Linked DNA regions of Pan troglodytes: region 1 is linked to region 2. Evidence: chromatin contacts called from public HiChIP or PLAC-seq data. All regions are on one chromosome and are shown on one strand. Each heading gives the region's core, a stretch centred on a gene start, on an enhancer-like site or on the middle of the called end of the contact. The rest is flanking DNA. Distances are from core to core; before and after follow the strand shown. Region 1 holds the start of SEC14L5 (SEC14 like lipid binding 5). Region 2 holds the start of ANKS3 (ankyrin repeat and sterile alpha motif domain containing 3).

Region 1 (7,253 bases), core at 2,863-5,362, 220 kb after region 2:
CACTGCAACCTCTGCCTCCCGGGTTCAAGCGATCCTCCTGCCTCAGCCTCCCCAGTAGCTGGGATTTCAGGCATGCATCACCACACCCAGCTAATTTTGTATTTTTAGTAGAGATGAGGTTTGTTCATGTTGATCAGGCTGGTCTCGAACTCCCAACCTCAGGTGATCTGCCCACTTCGGTCTCCCAAAGTGCTGGGATTACAGGCATGAGTCATCGTGCCTGGCCGATTTTTTTTCTTTTTTTTTTTTTTGAGATGGAGTCTCACTCTGTTGCCCAGGCTGGAGTGCAGTGGTGTGATCTCAGCTCACTGCACCCTCCGCCTCCCAGGTTCAAGTGATTCTCCTACCTCAGCCTCCCAAGTAGCTGGGATTACAGGCATGCGCTACCATGCCTGGCTAATTTTTTCATTTTTAGTAGAGACAGGTTTTTGCCATGTTGTCCAGGCTGGTCTCGAACTCCTGACCTCAGGTGATCCGCCCACCTCAGCCTCCCAAACTGTTGGGATTACAGGCATGAGCCACTGTGCTCGGACCATTTTGCCACAGTAAAATTAAGCTGGGGACCGTACCCTGCTTGCTGCATCTTCTACAGCTTCAGAGCCATCCCAGGGCCCATTATGTATTCCAGGGTCTTAACCCCCATTATCAATGTCACACTGAGCCATTCAATTCAGGACATTCCCAGCAGGATGCCTTTCAGGAACATCTGCCTTTGGATGGGGTCCAGAGTTTTACTCAAACAAATGCATCACTAATGGTTGAATCTTCTCTGGCAGTGGCCCATCTGCTGGGAAGACAATCAGAGACATGGGGTGGTTTCTGGGGTTCCCAAAACCCACCTCCTCAAAAGTCAGCATTGGCTGGGTCATTCTTGCAGGGCAGGTGGGAAGCAGCAGATAGAGGCTAAAGATCCTGCCCTGGGACTGAGTTCATGCCCAGCACCCCTGGGGAATCAGCCTATCCTTGCAGCGCCTTCTTGTCCTGGAGCCAGGGTGCCTGGAGATCTTGCAGTTCAGGGCTTGGAATTCACATCTTCCCGGAGCATCAGCTGCAGCTCTAGGAGAAGAAGTCATTGGAGAACGAGAGTCCTGGGTTTCAGTTCCTTACTAGCTGTGTGGCCTTGGGCAAGTTATTCAGTCTCTCTGTGCCTTGTGCCTTAGTTTCCTTACGTGTAAGATGAGGATTAAAATAGTTTTGACTGTATATGGGCTTTTAATTGAGATGAAAGCCACGTAACAGAAAATTAATCATTTTAATATTGTGGCCCTAATTCAGTGGCACGTGCATTTGCAACGTTGTGCAACCACCACCTCTATCACATTCCAAGACATTTTCATTGCTCTGGGGTTGCTTTGAGGATTAAATGCATTCGTGTTCGTAAAGCTTTAGAATGGTGCTAGGTATAGTAAGCGCCAATGGAGTGTCAACAAGTGGTAGGAATAATTAGTAGAACAGTAATAATAGGCAACTGGGCCAGGTGTGGTGGCTCATGTCTGTAATCCCAGCACTTTGGGTGGCTGAGACGGGTGGATCACCTGAGGTCAGGAGTTTGAGGCCAGCCTGGCCAACATGATGAAACCTGTCTCTACTGAAAATACAAAAATTAGCCAGGTGTGGTGGCAAGCGCCTGTAATCCCAGCTACTCGGGAGGCTGAGGCAGGAGAATCGCTTGAACCTGGGAGGCGGAGGTTGTAGTGAGCCGAGATTGCGCCACTGCACTCCAGCCTGGGTGACAGAGCAAGACTCCATGTAAAAAAAAAAAAAAAAACCCGCAAAACCCAAAAAAAGCTGGAGTGAGTGTTGGTGGCGTTATTAATTCCCTTCCCTGGGGCTGGAGGAGGAGGGAGTGGGGTTCTCACTCCCCTCCAGGCCCCAGTTTCCACTTTGAGCTCTCTGTACCCGCAGGGCTGTCACACCTCTGTCTCCCACGCAGAGTCATTGTCCTCCCTCAATGTTGGGCAGCAGGAGAGGCGGACTTAACGCCTTTCGTGGTGGTAACAGCAGCTAACGGTGTTAACGTTCACTTTGCTCTGTGGCGATGCCTGGGCAGAGCTGGGCATTTCCTGGATGAGCCCGGGTTAGGAGAGTCATCCCTGGATCCCATGTCCCCCACCTACTCACCCTTGTGTTACTCCAGGAGCCATGGGCTATCATTTGCTGCCACCTTGCGACAGGGATGGGAACTTTGTGTCCCATTTCCGCCCTTGATTACCCAAGCCAAGAGTGTGCTGGGCACCTGCTGCCTGCCTGCCAGGTCCCCAGTAAGATCCTTCCCAACATGCGGGCAGCTGAATAAGGCAGCCACTGCCCCTGCCCTCAGGGAGCTCACAGTCTCCTGAGAGAGACCTCCAGGAACCCACAGATACATAAAACGAATAAATGCAATATTAGAATGTGATGCAGGCTAGGAAGGGCAGAGAGGTGGTTTTCACAGGGTGCAGTGACATACTCTAAATATATCAGGGGTTGTCCATCTCCCTGGCCACCTCTGACTTCCCCTGCTTGAAGGGGTGAATTCACCCCACGCTGGCACGTAGTAGGTGCTCAGTAAATGTTGAATGAGTGAATACATGGATGACAGCACTGTCCAGAGCCAATTTCTTGGCTCTTGTAGGCTAAACAGATGAGGAGTGGCAAGGCAGGACTTCTGGGAGCAAGGTTGGTCCCCTGGGAGTCCTGGGAGGGCTGAAAGGGGTTAAGTGTGAGTTAAAATGAGAGTGATGGACAAATGTCACTCTCCCAAGGGAGGCCCCCTTACTCCCTGTTTTATTTATTTATTTACTTATTTATTTTGAGACAGAGTCTTGCTTTGTTGCCCAGGCTGGAGTGCAGTGGCCAGGTAACAGCTCACTGCAGCTTTGAACTTCTGGGCTCAAAGGATCCCCCTGCCTCAGCCTCTTGAGGAGCTGGGACCACAGGCACGTGCCAACACGCCTGGCTAATTTTTTTTTTTTTTGCGACCGAGCTTTGTTCTTCTTGCCCAGGCTGGAGTGCAATGGCGCAGTCTCGGCTCATTGCAACCTCCGCCTCCTTGATTCAAGCGATTCTCCTGCCTCAGCCTCCCGAGTAGCTGGGATTACAAGTATACGCCACCATGCCCGGCTAATTTTGTATTTTAGTAGAGACGGGGTTTCCTCATATTGGCCATGCTGTTCTCGAACTCCTGACCTCAGCTGATCTGCCCGCCTTGGCCTCTCAATGTGCTGGGATTACAGGCGTGAGCCACCGCGCCCTGCCTAAACGAAAAAAAAATTTTTTTGTAGAGATAGGGTCTTGCTATGTTACCCAGGTTGGTCTCCAACTCCTGGGTTCAAGCGGTCCTCCCGCTTCCGCCTCCTAAAGTGTTTGGATTACAGGCGTGAGACATGGCGCCCGGCTTCTTACCTGTTTTAAATTGTCCTTTCTCTCCGCTGGCTCCTTGAGCCCCTTTCCTGCTTATTTTTCTCTCGTGAGAGTTTTTCACCACCTCACACATCATATATTTGCCTTATTTATTGAGTGTCTGTCTCCCCACCGTAGTATAAACTCCACGAGGGCAGGGATTCGTGCGTGTGGCTCACCGGCGGCTCTCCAGCGCCTGGACAGGGCTGACCCCCAGCAGGCGCTCTGTGAAGGTGTGCAGAGTGGGCGAAGGTGCATGCGCGGGCCGTGGGGCGGGGACAGGTGGAGGAGCCAGTCAGACCCAAGTGCAGCGGGACGAGGGCGAGGTTAATCTGAGCAAGAAAAGCGTAAACTGTGCTTATCTACAAATGTAAACAGTACTGTCGGCCAGACGCAGGGTCCGGGGCGGATCGGCCCGGACTCAGGGTCCGCTTGGAGGCAGAGCTAGATTAGGGCGGGGTCGTCCTGTGGCCGACCATTCCAGAGGCTGAGGACCTTGGAGGGCGGGGCCAGTGAAGGGGGAGGGGACTTCCTGAGGTATGACCAATCTAGAGAAAGGACTGGGCTGAGGGCGTGGTCAAACGAGAGACATCTAAAAACAAGGGGCGGGGCTAGAACCAGGGGGGAGTTCGCCTGGGGCGGGGCCAGAGTGGGGCGGGACAAGTTAGGGGGCGGGGCCAACCTGGGCGGGGCCATGGCCGGGGACGTGGGCGGGGCCCGGTCAGGGGCGGGGCCAGGCCAGGATCTCCGCTGTCCCGGGTCCTGGAGCTCTCTCGGCCCGGCAGGTCTCGCTCCCGCCCCTCCGGCCTTCCACAGCGTTCCTTTTTGCAGGGTGTTCAAGGCGGGACACACCAGGCTAGCGAGCCGCGATCGGGCCCCGCCTCAGGCGCTGCGCTCCAGGCCAGGCGGGCGCGGGAGCCCGTAAGCGCTCAGCTCGCGAGCCAGGCGGGCTTCCAGGGCACTTCCCCTAGGCTGCATTCCCAAAGGCTCCCGAGGGCGAGGGTGAGCAAAGCTGCGGGGACCTGTGTGTGCGAGTGCCTCTACGTGTGTGTACGTGTGTCTGCATGTGCGCACGGGTGTGTGTGCGTGTGTGCACGTCTGTGCACACCAGGGGAATTGCGTGCGTGGAGTTGGGCAGGTGCGTGTTTCAGGGTGTGTGTGCAAAGTTGGAGGCGTGTGCAAAAGCAGTCCCGTGTGGGAGGGAAACCTGCGTGTGTGCATGTGTGTGATAGAGACAGTGCTGTGAAATGTGGTGAAGGCTGTGTGTGTATTTCAGGGTGTCTGGGAGGAAAATGGGAGGGCAGGTGCAAGGAGACTTGGGGGTGGGCTGTAGGCCAGCAAGTCTGTGGCAAGCTGCGGGGTGCATGCGTGAAGAGAACCGTGGGAGTGTAAGAATTGCAAATGTGTGTGTGTCTGTGTGGGTGGCCGTAAGGCTTCTGGGGGCCCTCAGTGTGAAGGGGTGGGGGTAGAGGAAAGTTTGGGGGTGCTGACTGCTCTTGGAAGGCTGAGCGTGGTCTGGGGCCATGGCTAATGACAGGGAAGCTGTTGGGGCTTGGCCTGGAGTAATTTGGGGGTAATATCAGCCTTCTCAATTTGAAGGCTGGGGAGCTGTGTGGGTGGGGCCAGGGGCTGCCCCTTACACTTGGTGGGTGGTGTCCCTGCTTCCCGAGGTGGGAGCTGCAACCTCACCAGTCACTCCTCACCCCAGGCTCCGTGCACACCCCTGCCTGGTGACCTCCATTGGTGCTCCAGCGTGAACATGGTGCAGAGATACCAGTCTCCTGTCCGAGTCTACAAGTATCCGTTTGAGCTGGTCATGGCGGTGAGTGACTCCTGATTCTTGGGCCCCCATGTGACAGTTGGAGGGACTTGAGATCAGCTATGGCGGTAGGAAGACGGAGCTCCTTAGACTCCCAGATCAGAAGGAATTAGTGAGTTACTCAGCTGACGTGGTGGGTTTAACTTCTAACCAGTGACCCCTCTGTCCAACCATCCTATCCTCGGCCCAGTGACCAAAACACAAAGTCTTTCTTCCTTCTCCTTGTTGAAGCTGACCTGCTCCCTTACTTTAGACTCTCCTGATAGAAAGCAAAGGTATCAGGGGCCAAGCCACTGCCGTCATTTCATATAATGGCATATCACAGTGATAAATGGAATGGTGGTGATAATGACAACAGCTGTTTATTGAATGTTTACAGCACTGTCTTAACAGATGATGTTTCTTCCAATTCCCGATAGCTGTTATTTTCCCATTTAACCTCCATGAAACTGAGGCTTTGACAGGTGAAGGGATGACACCAAGTTCTATATCTATGCAGAAGTGGAGTCGGGGCTGAGATCCCCACAGAGGAGACTCTAGAACCTCACATTTGACCACAGAGCCCTCCTTCTGCTCACAGACCCCCTTCCCTCCCCTTCAAGGAAGCTGACACTGGGACGAGAGAGAGAATGAGTGGGTAGGTTTGCTTTGTGATGTACTCTGTGTTGTGCAGCAAGTCAGTTGGAGGCCTAGAATTGGCTGCCAGATCCTTGGCCCCCAGGATCACTGGTCTTTGCACCCTGGGGGCAGAAGCTGGACATAGGTGGATGTGGAATTCCTTCTTGGCTCCATCCCTCTGCCTCTCAGCTTCACTTCCCTGCTCAGTAACATGGGGACAATGCTATGAGGTTGCGGGGAGGAGTAAACGAAATAGTTCTTGGTGCTCCTTGCGGTGTGCCGGGCACACAGTAGGAGCTCACAAAATATGCTGTCGCTGTTATTACACCGAAGTCTTGTAAATTAATGTATTGAAAGTGTAAGAAACATTAGCATCCACCCCCATCTGTCCCACCCCAGCACTGACTGCTTAACCCCAGCCTTCTATCCAGGGACTTTCATATCTCTTGGTGGCTGTGTGTGCCTGTGTGTCCAGTCCTGTCTTATTCTATGAATCTACATGCATATATGTTTATTGTCACACAGAGGATTTAAAAGCATCACCAAAATCATCCACATACCTTGTGCTGTTACAGGCAGATGGTTCTAGGACAGCAAAGAGGCAGGAACTGGCTTAGGGTCATATTCTAGCTCCCAAATTGACTAGCTGAGTGACTGTGGGGCAAGTCACTTCACCTCCATGAGCCTCCACTCCCCATCACCAAAATGGGAATCTCCTGGCTTCCAAATCCTGGTGTCATGCTGTGGATTAAATGAATCAATGTGTATAAAGCTCCTGGTACAGGGCTGACGCAGACCAAATGCTCACTGAGATCCAGCTATGATTGTTACTGTTTTTGCAAGTGGCTGAGTGACTTTGCTTCTGCATAATGGGAGTGGAACACCAGGGGATGGTGAAGAGATCCAGGGATGTGAATTCAGATGCCTTAGGGTTCTGCTGTGCTCTGCCATGCTCTGGTTGTATGTTTTTAGAAAGTTGCTGAACTTAAGCCGGGTGCAGTGGCTCACACCTGTAATCCCAGGGCTTTGGGAGGCCGAGGTGCGTGGATCACAAGGTGAGGAGATCAAGACAATCCTGTCTAACATGGTGAAACCCCAACTCTACTAAAAATACAAAAAAAATTAGCCGGGCATGGTGGCATGCACCTGTAGTCCCAGCTACTCGGGAGGCTGAAGCAGGAGAATCTCTTGAACCCAGGAGGCAGAGGTTGTAGAGAGCCGAGATTGCACCGCAACACTCCAGCATGGGTGACAGAGCGAGACTCCTTCTCAACAACAACAACAACAACAAAAGTTGCTGAACTTTTCTGAGCCCCATTTTCTTTTACTTTTTCGAGACTGAGTCTCGCTCTGTTGCCCAGACTGGAGTGCAGTGGTGCCATCTTGGCTCACTGCAACCTCTGCCTCCCAGGTTCAAGCCATTCTCGTGCCTCAG
Region 2 (7,108 bases), core at 1,287-3,786:
CAAAGTCATCAGCTTCCTAGTAGAATCCTTTGGTACAAGAGTGCCAGGAAACAAGGGTAGGAAAGGGAGCAAAGGCGAAAACAAAGGCCTTGTCAGGTTTTGATGACCTACAGGTGCTATGGTAGTTAATAGATGCGATGAGGACCTCAGTTTCTACTAAAGAATGCCTCCAAGCCCCAGGTGACAGCCAAGATGGCTAAAGAAACAAGCCACCAATGTGGGAGACAAACACTTCACAGGCCCTTGGTGAAGAGTGTTTGTAGGTGCGGTGGGGCAAGCAAAGCCCTCCTTCCTGGAGCCACCACCTCTTCAGCTAGCAGAGCCCAAGATCGTGCAGTCCCCTTCCCTCACTTTGCAGGTGAGAATCCCACCCTAACAGCCCTGGCCAACGAAGCCTGGATAAGAAACCAAACGAGCTGAGGGTCAGTTCAGAGTCCCTTCCATACCTCCCTCAAGCCTTACCTGGGCATGTCTCTTCCACGCCAAAGGCCTTCTGCAGGGTGAGGCCGTGTTCTCTATTTACTGGAGACTTGCATATCTGACATCCCCAGAGGTCTGAAGGACAATGAGAACCAGACCAAGCGTGATGGACCACTTGAGGCCAGGAGTTCGAGACCAGCCTGGCCAAAATGGTGAAATCCCATCTTTACTAAAATTACAAAAATTAGCTGGGTGTGGTGGTGGGTGCCTGTAGTCTCAGTACTCAGGAGGCTGAGGCAGGAGAATCGCTTGAGCCTGGGAGGCGATTGCAGTGAGCCGAGATCAAGCCACTGCACTCCAGCCTGGGCAACAGAGCGAGATTCTGTCTCAAAAAAACAAAAAACAAAAAACAAAAAAAAAACACTAAAGTGAAAACTAAAATGTCCCATCCCGAGTGGTGTGGTGTAAAGTAGCATTAGAGATAAGACGTGTTAGTTTTCATTCAACTTTTTGGTTCTGTCCATTCTGAAAATGCTAAGTATCTGTTACCTTTACAATGAATCCTAAAGAAAATGTGGTACTTAGACACAATGGAGTACTATTCAGCCATAAAAAAAGAATGAGATCCTATCATTTGCAAAAACATGGATGGAAGCGGAGATCGTTATCTTTAGTGAAATATGCCAGGCACAGAAAGGTAAATATTGCATGTTCTCACTTATTTGTGGTTATGTAAAAATCAAAACAATTGAACTCATGGACATAGAAAGTAGAAGGATGGTTACTTCTACTGTAACCAAGGCTGGGAAGGGTAGTGGAGGGTGGGGATGCTTAATGGATACAAAAAAAAATAGAATGAATAAGATCTAGTATTTGATCAAGCCACTGCACTCCAGCCTGGGCGACAGAGCGAGACTTCGTCTCAAAAAAAAAAAAAAAAAAAAAAAAAAGATCTAGTATTTGACCGCACAACAGGGTGACTATAGTCAATATAATCTAATTGCACATTTTATTTATTTATTATTATTATTTTTTGAGACAGAGTCTCACTCTGTTACCCAGGCTAGAGTGCAGCGGCGTGATCTCGGCTCAATGCAACCTCCGCCTCCTGGGTTCAAGCGATTCTCCTGCCTCAGCTTCCCGAGTAGCTGAGATTACAGGTATGAGCCACCATGCCAGGCTAGTTTTCGTATGTTTAGTAGAGATGAAGTTTCCCCATGTTGGCCAGGCTGGTCTCGAATCCTTGACTTCAGGTGATCCGCCCGCCTTTGCCTCCCAAAGTGCTAGGATTACAGACGTGAGTGAGCCACCGCGCCCGGCTGCACATTTAAAAATAACTCAAAGAGTATAATCATATTGTTTGTAACACAAAGGATAAAATGCTTGAAGGGATGGAGACCCCCATTTTACATGTGATTATTACGAACTGCATGCCTGTATCAAAATCTCTCATATACGCCATATATACACCTACTACGTACCCACAAAAATTAAAAAATTTTTAAAAATCTTAACAAATGTGATGCTGGTGGTAACTGTCACGCCCACAGAGGAGGTCTGTGAAAGCACCCAGGCACCCCCTCTCGCCCCGTGGAACCGCATCGCAAAGGTAGCTCACTGGCCCCGGTGCGGGTCCCTGGCCGACAAACCCGTAACTCACAGCAGTGACGCTTCCCGACGCCCCCCGGGCACATCCCCACAGGAACGCTACGGCGCACAGGGCATTACTGTCCCCCCACCACAACCACATAAAGAAAATGTGGGGGCTCGGTCCTCCAGTCACGCGGCGAGCAAGTGCAGCGCGGGACGCCCGAGCGCCGGGTCTAGGCGGGCTGCAGGTGCCGGCAAGTGCTGGGGCCGGGCCGCCGCGGAACCGACCTGTGCTGGGCCTCAGGCCTTGAGCCGCCCTCGGGCTGCCGTCGCCAACCCCCCAAACAGCTCGCCGCCACGCTCCCTCGCCGGGCCACCGCCCCCGGCACCCGCCCCGGAAGTAGTTGCGGGAGGGCGCGGAGCACGCCGGGAAGCTCGCGGGTCGACACCGGGACAGCTCCCGGGCGCCGTGGAATGCACACGTCCCGCACCCGGACCTTCCGGTCAGCTTCCCGGCTCGCTGTCTGATGCCCGCGGTAGCCAATGAGCTAGTGGTGTTTGACCTGCTCCGCCCCCGCCCTCCAGGGGAACCAATCCCATTGCAGGAGAGGCAGGACGCGCAAAGGCCCGAAAGAGGAGCGGGGCGGGGTGGGGGAAACGCGAAGGCAGTCTAGTAATGTAAAGCTCTGCTGAGAGGGAGAGTGCTGAAGAAGGGGACAGCCTCTGTACCTGCGGCGCGGCCCGAGGGGCGGACGCGACCGGAGTGACGCGCTGGAGGCTGTTTATAGCGCTGTCAGGACAGCGCGGGGAGTGGAGGCAGAGGCCTGAGGTGAGGGGCCTCGGGCCTGCTGCGCCTGCAGGGAGTTGAACAAAACGCGGGGAAATACGGGCTGGGGGTGGGTGAGAGGAGGAGCAATGGGCTTTCCACTTCCACAGCTTTAAAATTTAAAAGCTCGACCCGGGAGGCTGTTGGCGTCTGGTTGCCATAACAACCGGCAGCCTCGTGGCAGGCCGGCTGGGGGCGGGGCTCTGGGAACCGGGGCGGGGCTGTGGCGGGGCTAACAGGCTGCCGCTGAGAAACCCACCCCGAGACGGAGCCGGAAGGCCGTTATTCAGAGGCGGCTCCGAGCCTCCCCTTCGCCTTCTGGATGCTCCGAGCTCCTCAACTTGGCGTTCAGGGCCCTGCATTGTCTGGTCCGTTTTCACCGGAGAGTCCAGCAACTGACACTTTCTTCCCTTAAACCTGTTGGGCGGTTCATTCCTTTGAGCCACTGTACATGCTCTTCCTTCTGCCGGTAATGCCGTTCCCTCCCCTATTGTCTTGTCCGCCTGAAGGGTTTATCAGAGTCTCTGGAGGCCCTCTTCATCCCGACGATTCTGTTGCCCTAAGAAATACTGTGCCCCGAATTGCGGAACAGAGCTCTAGTTACAAAAAACACCCGCTAGCTGTGTGCACCAGATGCGTCCCCAACCCGCTGCTCCCAGTTCAGAGTGCACCAAGCACCTGCCCTATTCCCAGAAGTACAGAGGAAGCAAGCAGCCCCCAATTCACATCTCCTGCCGCTGCCCTGATTGGGGATGAACAGGCACTGACTGCAGGGCCAAAGCCACAGCGGCCTCTCGAGCTGCAGAGTTCTCCTGACACTGGCTCTAGAGGACCCTCACCCGCCAGCTCTCAAGCTCAAGCTCCCCAGCCCCCTGAATAACAGGACCATCTCCTTTAAGACTCTAAGATACAAATGCAGGGGCTGGTCAGAGTAGTGACTCCAAAAAAAAAAAAAATCACTTGGTGACTCCAAACTGTCAGCCAGGCGCGGTGGCACATGCCTGTAATCCCAGCACTTTGGGAGGCTGAGGCAAGAGGATCACTTGAGGCCAGGAGTTTGAGACCAGCCTGGGCAACAGGGAGACTCCATCTCTACCAAAAGTAAAAATATTAGCCAGATGTGGTGGTACACACCTGTAGTCCCAGTTATTCAGGAGGCTGAGGTGGGAGGATCACTTGAGCTCAGGAGGCCGAGGCTTCAGTGAGCTATCATTGTACCACTGCACTCCAGCCTGGGCGACAAAGCCAGACCCTGTCTCCAAAACAAAAAAGCAAGGTGTCTTCTGTTCCTTGGTAAAGGGCAGTAAAGGGTAGTAGGACTTGAAATTCCCCCTGATTCAGAGTCCACTGTTGCTATTTACTAAACACCCTGAGCCTATGAAATGAAGAGAATAGTTATGCTATATGGGGTATATATAAAATATACCTATATATCATTATATATCATACATATGGCATTCTATATAACATGTACATATATCTACATAGGCATATTTATATCAATACATATATTTGTATATTATTATGTATATATCACTATATACATTATATACCTGCAGGCTCCACATGTGTGCATGAGTGGGGACACACACACACACACACACACACAGAGTGCCTGGCACTAACAGGAGCTTGCATAACTAGAAGGAAACTGAGGCAGGTGGTGAGGCCTGCCAGCCTGTTTGGTCTCCTACAGCTGGTAGAGCAGCCCCTGCTCTCCTGACCTTCAGTGGCCCGGACCCTCTTCCATCACCCTGTGTGCCCCACAGAGCTCCCCGGATGATGGTGCACTAAGAAGGCATCTGGAAGCCTGGGCCCTCATGGCATCCAACGGTGAAGGCATGGCACCCTCACTGGGCTCTCCCTGGGCCTCCCAGATGGGGCCCTGGGATGCCATCCTCAAGGCTGTCAAAGACCAGCTCCCGTCTCTGGACTCAGACTCCTCTTTGGTAAGCAAGAACTCTCTCCCTGGATGCCTTGTCCTTCCTACCAGAGCAGGCATGACGCTGGCCAGGACAGCTTTGGAGCACTTCACTCTGAAGACTTTTCCTGCTGACCTGTGCAGTTTGTTGACATTTTACTTTAAATCACATGGCCAGACTCAAAGTTGTGTTTTCTGGGTGCCTATTTCCTTCTTTACTCTTTCTTCTGCCTTGATTGTCATCTCTGAGCATGGGTATTGGTGCTCAGCATCTTGGGAGGCCCTTTCAGTGGAGTTTTTGGCGCTGACTTGGAACCCAGGTCAACTCGATGCAGAAGCTCTGTCCTTTCCATTCTGCTATTCTCCACTCTCTCGGGCCAGGACAGGGCCAGAACACCCACTGAGAATGCACAATTCCAGTGCATTGTGATAAGCCTTCGAGGGATTCTGCATTTGTGGTTTGGGGTCCCTGAAATGGCCCTCAAAGACGCTCAGACCAATAGCCCTAGGTGCAGGTGTAAGACCCTGCTAAAGATGCTCCTGGCGGGGGCTGCTCAGTGCACAGGTTGGCACTGGGCGTTAAGAGACAGTATGAGGGTTTTAAAAGGAACGGGCAGGGTTTGGGTCCTACCTGGGCACCAGCAACAGAGCTTCAGGGACCTCAGACGTCATCCAGTGCATGACGAGGCTAAGGAGAACCTAAGGGGACCCCATGCCTCAGTGCTCAGGGTGTTTTCACACCTTCAGTCTCATTTGAGAGTATGAGCCCCAACCCCTTCAGGAAGACAAACTAAGCTGTGTAAGTGATGGCTCAAGGTCACAGGGGATGGGGAGGGCTGGACCCTGCTCTTTCAGCTACCACCTCACTGCCCTGTTCATGTCACACAAGGCATTAATGAAGCACTTGCTGTATGCGAGGTACTTGCAGAACCAGGATCCCCAGTCTCACCTCCACGAGGTTGTGCTGCCAAGCCGATTTCTAAACGGTGGCAAGAAGCCGCGCACGGCAAGGCTGACTGGGAGAGAACCAGATCTCCCCCAGGCTCCTGAGCAGCAGGGCTGGATGGGCTGGACGGGCTGGGCGGGCTGGGCTGGAAGTGAGAGTGGAGAGTGGAGAGCGGGGGTGGCTAGGCCCTCAGGGCTCTGCCTGCTGCCTTGTCCTCCAAAAGCCCTTTCATTTGTCCGCAGTCGGACTATGGGGAAGAGGAGCTGTTCATCTTCCAGCGAAACCAAACCTCCCTGATTCCAGACCTGTCGGAGGAGCTGGCTGAAGATCCTGCCGATGGCGACAAGTCCAGGGCCTGGGTCGCTGCAGCTGAAGAGTCCCTTCCCGAGGTCTGTGGGACACAGAAGAGTGTACGCCTGTGTGTGTGCAATGTTAGTCTAAACTGACTGGTCTAAACCACTGTTCTAGCATTTCCACGATACCTGGTCCTTTTTTTTTCCCCCCCCATGTACAACCCAAGGTATTCAGATGCCCAACATCTAACCTCCACGCACCTCCCTCTCCTGGGGAGCCCGGCACCTTAGGGCTGGCATGCACACTTGATTTTCCATCCGATTTTGACCCTTCTCTTCTTCTTGATCGCTCCTATCCTGTTCTCTACCATGGCATCCTGAATAGCTTCTGGCCGTTGTCACGACTGCTTGTCCTAAATGTCTCTCCCTTAACCCAGCTGGCTTCATGGCTACCTGGCTCATCCCAGCACCTGGCAAGTACACAGGAACTCTGGTTTACTAAACTGCTAAACTACACTGCTACAGGCTACAGTGGGGAGTGGGAGGGAGGAAGATGGCCCATCAGTGCCTGAGCAAGCACACAAGCTGGACCTCGTGGGAGGGACAACCCAGGAGACAATGAGCAAATGTGGACTAAGCGTGCCAACGCAGGCCTGTGTTGCCAGTGCTGGAGGCTGAGACAGAGGTTCCCATGAGGCCAGGAGTTTGAGACCAGCCTGGGCAATACAGCAAGACCCCATTTCTGGCCGAGCACAGTGGCTCACGCCTGTAATCCCAGCATTTTAGGAGGCCAGTATGGGTGGATCACTTGAAGTCAGGAGTTTGAGACCAGCCTGGCCAACATGGTGAAACACTATCTCTACTAAAAATACAAAAATTAGCTGGGCATGGTGGCAGGTGCCTGTAATCGCAGCTACTCCAGAGGCTGAGACAGGAGAATCGCTTGGACCCGGGGGAGCAGAGGTTGCAGTGAGCCAAGATCACACCACTGCACACTCCAGCCTGGGCAACAGAGTGAGACTCCATCTCAAAAAAAAAAAAAAAAAAGAAAAGAAAAGAAAACAGTGTAGAGGCACTAACCCACTTCCAAAATGGAGACGGGGCCTAGCTCC

Evidence for each region. HiChIP or PLAC-seq counts read pairs in DNA pulled down with a chosen protein or histone mark.
Region 1: an H3K4me3 HiChIP or PLAC-seq map of stem cell-derived excitatory neurons shows a contact between it and region 2, with 9 times the contacts expected there. The contact joins the promoter of SEC14L5 here to the promoter of ANKS3 in region 2. A contact is called at or near these places in 1 of 7 Hi-C or Micro-C datasets (stem cell-derived neural progenitor cells) and 1 of 1 datasets of contacts at active chromatin or transcription factors (stem cell-derived excitatory neurons).

The regions. Positions count from the first base shown.
Region 1 is chr18:7,599,921-7,607,173 of NHGRI_mPanTro3-v2.0_pri, forward strand. It overlaps SEC14L5 (SEC14 like lipid binding 5), which reads left to right and starts at 4,113. Exons shown (of 16, transcript XM_016929366.3): 1 at 4,113-4,383; 2 at 5,090-5,203. The coding sequence starts at 5,141.
Region 2 is chr18:7,379,980-7,387,087 of NHGRI_mPanTro3-v2.0_pri, forward strand. It overlaps ANKS3 (ankyrin repeat and sterile alpha motif domain containing 3), which reads right to left and starts at 2,537. Exons shown (of 17, transcript XM_016929335.4): 1 at 2,299-2,537. It also overlaps a transcript of ZNF500 not described here.